Regions from separate parts of the Ovis aries genome. Here region 1 is linked to region 2. Evidence: chromatin contacts called from public Hi-C data. All regions are on one chromosome and are shown on one strand. The core of a region is the stretch at or near the end of the contact, and the rest is flanking DNA. Distances in the headings are between cores, read along the strand shown. Region 1 has its middle 11 kb from the start of S1PR1. Region 2 overlaps LOC105615111 (a long non-coding RNA gene).

Region 1 (3,468 bases), core at 947-3,446, 140 kb before region 2:
CTGTTTACAAATCTACTAGAAAGCCTGATGAATATAGAAAGATACCAAATAAACAACCCCAGAAATCTAAATCTGCTTATCTTCCAGGTTCTATGGCATAGCTCCTGTCCCTGTAGAGCATATTTAAGGGAAGGATAGTATAATCCAGACATCTCTCTTTCTTTTTTTTTCTCCCAGACATCTCTTTTACTTTTCCTCTGGTAAAAAGCCCAGTAACTAAACTGCTTGTATTGAACTTTCTAGAAAGTGAAAAGAGAATGGAAATCTTTTTGACACAAATAACCTACAAATCTTTAAATTATTTCAACCCATTTCAATTTTGGCTACTTAGGATCACAATTCAAAAATAGCTGATTATGCAAAAAACACTGTCTAAGCATAATTCTAAAAAGTAAAACCTGATAAAATGAATATACAAAATGAGGTCATGTATATAAAATTGCTTTTCAAACGTTGCTGTTATAGGGGTCATTTTGTCCCTTTAAATTGGGAGGTCTTTCGGGTATGTCTTCTAAATCCCTTGTAATTTTGCAACTCCTACTATAGTGCTTATGATAGTATAATAATTTAGTTGGGAACAGTATTGACAGAAAATACTCAGGTAACTGAAGGATTTTATAGATTGAATAATCTAGGTAATCTTTAATACCCTAAATTTGCACTACACGTGTGAATGGGGAATATGAAAATCCGTGTTTTTCTAAACGCTGCCCTAACCAGCATCTAGACAAGGAAGAGAAACCGAGAACTATTTCTGTAGGTGGCCACTGAAGCTAGCTGAAGCAGAACAGCATGTGAGACCTAACCACTATTTCTGGTGCCGCAAAACCCTGCAGAAGCTGAGTGAGTGAAGAATCTCGAGGCATATGATAGTTAATACCTTTCAAGTGATTTAGCACCACTCTCCTCTTATTTTAGAACATTTTACTGGTGACTTAAATTTGTTTTTCTCTGAAGTGTCTCGACAGGCACAAAAGAGACCCTGAAATTAGGAAGATGTTTTCCTTTGTACAAAAGAATGACACCACCCAGTCCTGCCACCAGTAGTCCTTTGAGGGTAGATCCGGTCATGGTGAGTAGGCATCTGAGCTACCGGCAGGTGCAGCGGGATTGGTGTGTAATATTGGGATGTGGAGTCCTTGAGAGCTAGCCCCAGCTCCCTGGCATCAGTAGTCGTCGAAACATGCAATACACAGAAGACCTACTTAGGATTCTTTCTCTAGTCCTTGAGGGGATTTGTGATTGTTCACTTCAGATGAACTTGCTCATGATATTGACAGTTAAGAATGTGCGTCATGTTTCCTCTTGAGTTATGCATTTTTCTCTCTTTTGCATCCAGGTTAAATAAGCATACCACCTAAGACTTATTCAAATGTAGACTTCATTTGCTCATTTTACCCAAGTGCCTCCACCCAACATAGGTCACGGCAGGGTTCTAGAAAAAAAGCATGAAGTGAAATGAGATAGCAACTAAAATAATGTTGACTGCTTTGATTTCACATGGGACCTAGAACAATTTGAAAAATTGAATACAAGGGATGTAATGTACAACATGATGAATATAATTAACACTGCTGTATGTTATATAGGAAAGTTGTTAAGAAAGTTGTTAACGAAGTCCTAAGATGTCTCACCATAAGGATTTTTTTTCTGTCTTTAATTTTATATCTACATGAAATGATGTTCTCTAAACTTACTGTGATACTTATTCATGACAAATGTAAGTCAAATCATTATGTTCTACACCTTAAGTTTATAGTGTTATGTCAAATATATCTCAGAAAAACTGGAATTAAAAATTGAATACCAATACCAATATTTATAACAGAGTTCAATAACTTAAAGGACTTCTCTGTAGTCGGAATCTAAAAGTTAATTCCCCATTTTTTAGTTTTAAGTTATGTAGAGATGTTGGTGAAATAAAATCCAAAGACCAAATTAGCTAACATTGATCATATTTATTAAATTAAGTTATTTAACACTACTTGAAAACTGAATACATTCAGAGAAGTATACAACATTGGAAAACTCCCGGAAAGAACTGTTTCTTGCTTGTATCAGCTGTATCTCTTCTCCCAAAGAGAAGGAACCACAGAAGCACTATTGTTGGAGGAACGGCTCCTGTGAGCTCTATGAAGGAAGGGATCTTGTTCATCATTTGCCTGGTCCTGATGGCACACAGCCTAGGGCAGGCATTCTTGTTGAAGGCACGGGTGCATGGGTGGGTGCACCCATCAAGAAGGGTGGGACCAGGAAGCAGAAGCCCCATCAGTGCTTCCTCTAGGGTTGTTCTTTCTGCCCTGGTTTCAACAAAGCAGCAGAAAAGTGAGCAATAATAGGGTTCGAGCTCTAGGAAAGTAGATGAACAACTCCTTACCTTCTCCACTCCAGTCAGCACTGGGAGCACTATCTCTTCTTCTCAGGGCCCATTCTTCCGTGCATCAGATCAGCCTGGCCCAGGAGCACTGCAGCGCCTGAAGCAGCATCTGCCCAGCTACTCCCAGAGCAGGGGAAGGAAAGAGTCCTCAGACAGCACAGAGCACAGGAGAACAAGTTAACTAGCTGCAGCAAACTTATGAAGCCCTCAAAAGCATAAGCTCAGTGGATCAACAACTAGGTCCTATTATACAGCACAGGGAACTCTATTCAATATCCTTTGTATTTTTAAATAAAAATTTTTAATGTATATATATGTATGTATGTATAACTGAATCACTTTGCTGTACAGCAGAAATGAATACAACATTGTAAATTAATTATACCTTAATAATACATATATATGTGTGTGTGTGTGTGTATATATATATATATATATATATATATATATAGAGAGAGAGAGAGAGAGAGAGAGAGAACATTTGTTGTTCAGTTGCTAAGTCGGGTCCTTCTCTGTGATCCCATGGACTGCGGTACACCAGGCTTCCCTTGTCCTTCAGCATCTCCCGGGGCTTGCTTAGATTCATATCCATTGAGTCAGTGAAACAATCCAACCATCTCATCCTTTCTTGTCCCCTTCTCCTCCTGCTTTCAATCTTTGCTAGCATCAGAGTCTTTTCCAATAAGTCAGCTCTTTGCATCAGGTAACCAAAGCACTGGAGCTTCAGCTTCAGCATCAGTCCTTCCAATGAGTACTCAGGGTTGATTTCCTTTAAATCAACTACGCTTTAATAATACATACATGTGTATACATATACATGTATAGAGAGAGAGAGAGAAAGGGAGAGAGAGCATAATACCGATTTCCTTTGTGTCTCTGCCTACTACCAATAGTTCTAACGATGCAGATCTTGCACCCAAGACAAGTGTTATGTGACTGGCTATCCTTTACAGGTTTGGTCAGGTGGTTTGACACACTCCAATTTGTCTGTCACCTACTAACATGTTTCAGAATCCTCGCGTTTGTGTAAAAGTCCATTCTTCATTAGGTACTTTGCAATGTACCATATATGCCTAAAACTGAAATCTAAC
Region 2 (3,302 bases), core at 260-2,759:
AATTGTTAATACAATTTTTGTAATTATTAATACAACAATTATAATTTTTGCTGTTGTTGCATTTGATTAGCTGGTGGAATAACCATGTGGATATGTCCCTATGGAGTTCGGAAGTATGATACTTCCATACTGTGAAATATTTTGAAGCCTTTTAAAGGATTAGATAGCTCCATATGTATCAGTTGGGCTCCCTGGCAGCTCAGATGGTAAAGAATCTGCTTGCAATGTGGGAGACCTGAGTTCAATCCCTGAGTTGGGAAGATCTCCTGGAGGAGGTCATGGCAATCCACTCCAGTATTCTTGCCTGGAGAATCCTCATGGACAGAGGAGCCTGGTAGGCTACAGTCCATAGGGTTGCAAAAAGTCAGACATGACTGAGCAACTAAGCACAGCACAGATGCATCAATTAGGAAAGATATTCATGATTTGTCGTAAAGAAAAAAATGCAAGTTGTATAACAATATTTAATATGATTCAACTTCCATAACAAAATAGACATGAAAATACATATATGTATGAATATATTATAGACAGAAAAGTAACATACATACACACATATAGACGGATATAAATATACAGAAAAAAATGTCTGGGGGAAGACAACTAATATTCTACTGTATAGTCCATTACGTTCTTTGTATTGTTATAATGCACATTTATCACTTCTAAGTTCTTTTCAGGGTTTAAAAAAAGAGCTGTGGGAAAAAATAAGATTGTCAAGTGATTATATAGAGGAAGGAAAGAAGAGTGCCAAAGGCAGGAACTTGAGAAATGCTCTAAGCACAAATATAATTTGAAAGTCAGAGAGAAAGGGGGAAAAGAGGACTGAAAGATACCTGAGGTTTAATAGTCACGGGAAGAGTGCTTAACTTAGTGATGCTGAAGACTTCAAAAAAACGTGGATAGAATGATGACCTGAAAGTGGCAAATGGGGTTGGGAGATTGGCAAGTTTTGATTAAGCAGCGTTTTGAGAGCAGGGTCAGATTGCATTTGGTGGAGCATGAGATTAAAAGGAGGACACAGAGGTAGCAGTGCAGTGAGTTACCAAGGAGAGCATCTCCGGCAAAGGGAAACTAGAGCATGCTTGTCATCCACAGCGGGAGAGGCATTGTTCTGATAAAAGCTGAAAACATGAAGGGAGAGGGAGTAACTGTGCCAGTTCATCATGTATAATTACATTTCTTTTAGAAAGGAAGTAATACTGTATACACTTTCATATTTGAGGACGGAACAAAGTATGCTTTTCTTTACCTTGATTATACAGAATCACATTTAAGGGCTTTTACAACTATTTTTTCAATTCCCAACATTGCCATTTTTCAGACAAAAACAGGAACCGGAAAGAAATGGCTGGCAATCTGTCTGTGGTCTGACGCATGCTGCTGGCCTAGACAGCTAGAGTATATGTTGTCTTGATTCTCGTGAAATGCAGTCTTCTAATGTTGGATCAAACAACTTTAATCGTTCAAAGTGACAGTAAGTGTTAGAATAAACCACAACATCTGAACCGTTGGCAGTGATATAACTCCACCCAAAGGTCGGTTCTAAGACACACTTGTGAACACTGCTATTGCATGTACTGTAGACTTCTTTGGTAAGAGGTTATTTTTCTGCAAGTTGTTCACATCTTGACTACATATATCCAGACACGCACACACGAGAACAATCAAAACAGCCGTATATATATACATATATATGTTTGGTAATTCATGTGGGGATCATGCAAGACAAATTTTAGCTCTTAGACAGTTTCCTTCCTCATAATCCATCAGAAACCTATCAACACTGTCATTAATTTAAAAGTTTAAATGTTGACAGCTTTAAAAAGGGGAAACCTATAGGGTATACCTCCTATGACAGATGGTAAAGTAGAAAAGCAAAAAATGCATTCCAAATCTAACTATGCACAATTTTTAAATTATCTGTGAAACAAAATTTAGATTATTTGCCATTTGGGATTATGCATAGTGCTGGTAGAAGGTTGACTATATTTAATAGAAAGGTATCCTATCAAATTTCCTCCCTCAAAATAATCATGTACCTCATGACCTTGGATTACAAGACTGTAGAATGTACAATCTGCTGCCATAGCAGCATTTGGTATACATTTAATTATGAGAAAATGATCCTCCCCCAAATAAAAATTGCCTAAAATTCCAGATGAACATTTTCCATAGTAGTCTCACATATGGTTGGAGTTTAGAGTGTATAATTGCATAAAGAAATAAAATTGGAAATTGGAAAGCATTGCATGAAATATTTATTATTTCAGGGTTTAGTCAGGTACTGCTTACCAAGCTTAAGATTGCAGACCTCCGCTCCTCTGCTGCTATTGAACCTGTTTTTTGTTTGTTTGTTTGGTCTCTGCCAAGCAACATGGGATCTTCATTTCTGGAACAGGGATTGAACTTGTGCCCCCTGCATTGGAAGCACAGAGTTGTGTTTTTTTTGAAGATTTTTTTGATGTGGAATATTTTTAGTCTTTATTGAATTTGTTACAATATTGCTTCTGTTTTTATGTTTTGATTTTTTGGCCATGAAGCATGTGGGATCCTAGTTCCCCTACCAGGGATTGAAACTGTACCCCCTGCATTGGAAGGCAAAGTCTTAACCACTGGACCACCAGGGAAGTCCCTGTGATTATTTGCTGCTGCTGCTGCTGCTAAGTCGCCTCAGTAGTGTCCAACTCTGTGCAACCCCATAGACGGCAGCCCACCAGGCTCCACCGTCCCTGGGATTCTCCAGGCAAGAACACTGGAGTGGGTTGCCATTTCCTTCTCCAATGCATGAAAGTGAAAAGGGAAAGTGAAGTCGCTCAGTCGTGTCTGACTCTTTATGACCCCATGGACTGCAGCCTACCAGGCTCCTCTGTCCATGGGATTTTCTAGACAAGAGTATTGGAGTGGGTTTATATTGGCACATTTATTTTATCATTTATAATTATCATTCATGGCACTGTTTCTTACTCCCAGATTATGGGCAATCTGAAGAACAGGGAAAATATCTTTGTTCTCATATCATTTTATCCCAGAACCTAACATAGTGATTGAGTTCAGTAAGTCCTCAAAGGAATAAATGAACAGAAGAATGTGTGTGTGTGAATACAAGTGATATCTATACACAAGACTATGATAAGTGGCTTTAAAACAAAGACATGCTTCTAGATAAAATTGGCCAAGTTGCACTCTGGACTCTCTCCCATGACTCTCCCCTTTTTTTTTTTTTTTTCCCTTGAAATTAAACTGATACTCATTTTGGCATTGCCTAAAATGTCCTTATCTTTAGTCCCCAAAGCAATGTG

What was found. A called contact is a pair of places that touch in the nucleus more often than the background predicts.
Region 1: a contact with region 2 is called in a Hi-C map of blood, with 2.6 times the contacts expected there. The contact joins two enhancer-like sites. A contact is called at or near these places in 2 of 16 Hi-C or Micro-C datasets (both in blood).

What each region holds. Positions count from the first base shown.
Region 1 is chr1:78,596,144-78,599,611 of ARS-UI_Ramb_v3.0, reverse strand. No RefSeq gene overlaps it. Among named protein-coding and RNA genes, the nearest start is that of S1PR1, 11 kb to the right of the region's middle. Within about 2 kb of position 2,196, at least 1 of the 54 cell types and tissues checked has an H3K27ac peak or open chromatin away from gene starts, as enhancers often do.
Region 2 is chr1:78,456,493-78,459,794 of ARS-UI_Ramb_v3.0, reverse strand. It overlaps LOC105615111 (a long non-coding RNA gene), which reads right to left. Exons shown (of 9, transcript XR_009597001.1): 8 at 2,296-3,302. Among named protein-coding and RNA genes, the nearest start is that of DPH5, 86 kb to the right of the region's middle. Within about 2 kb of position 1,509, at least 5 of the 54 cell types and tissues checked have an H3K27ac peak or open chromatin away from gene starts, as enhancers often do.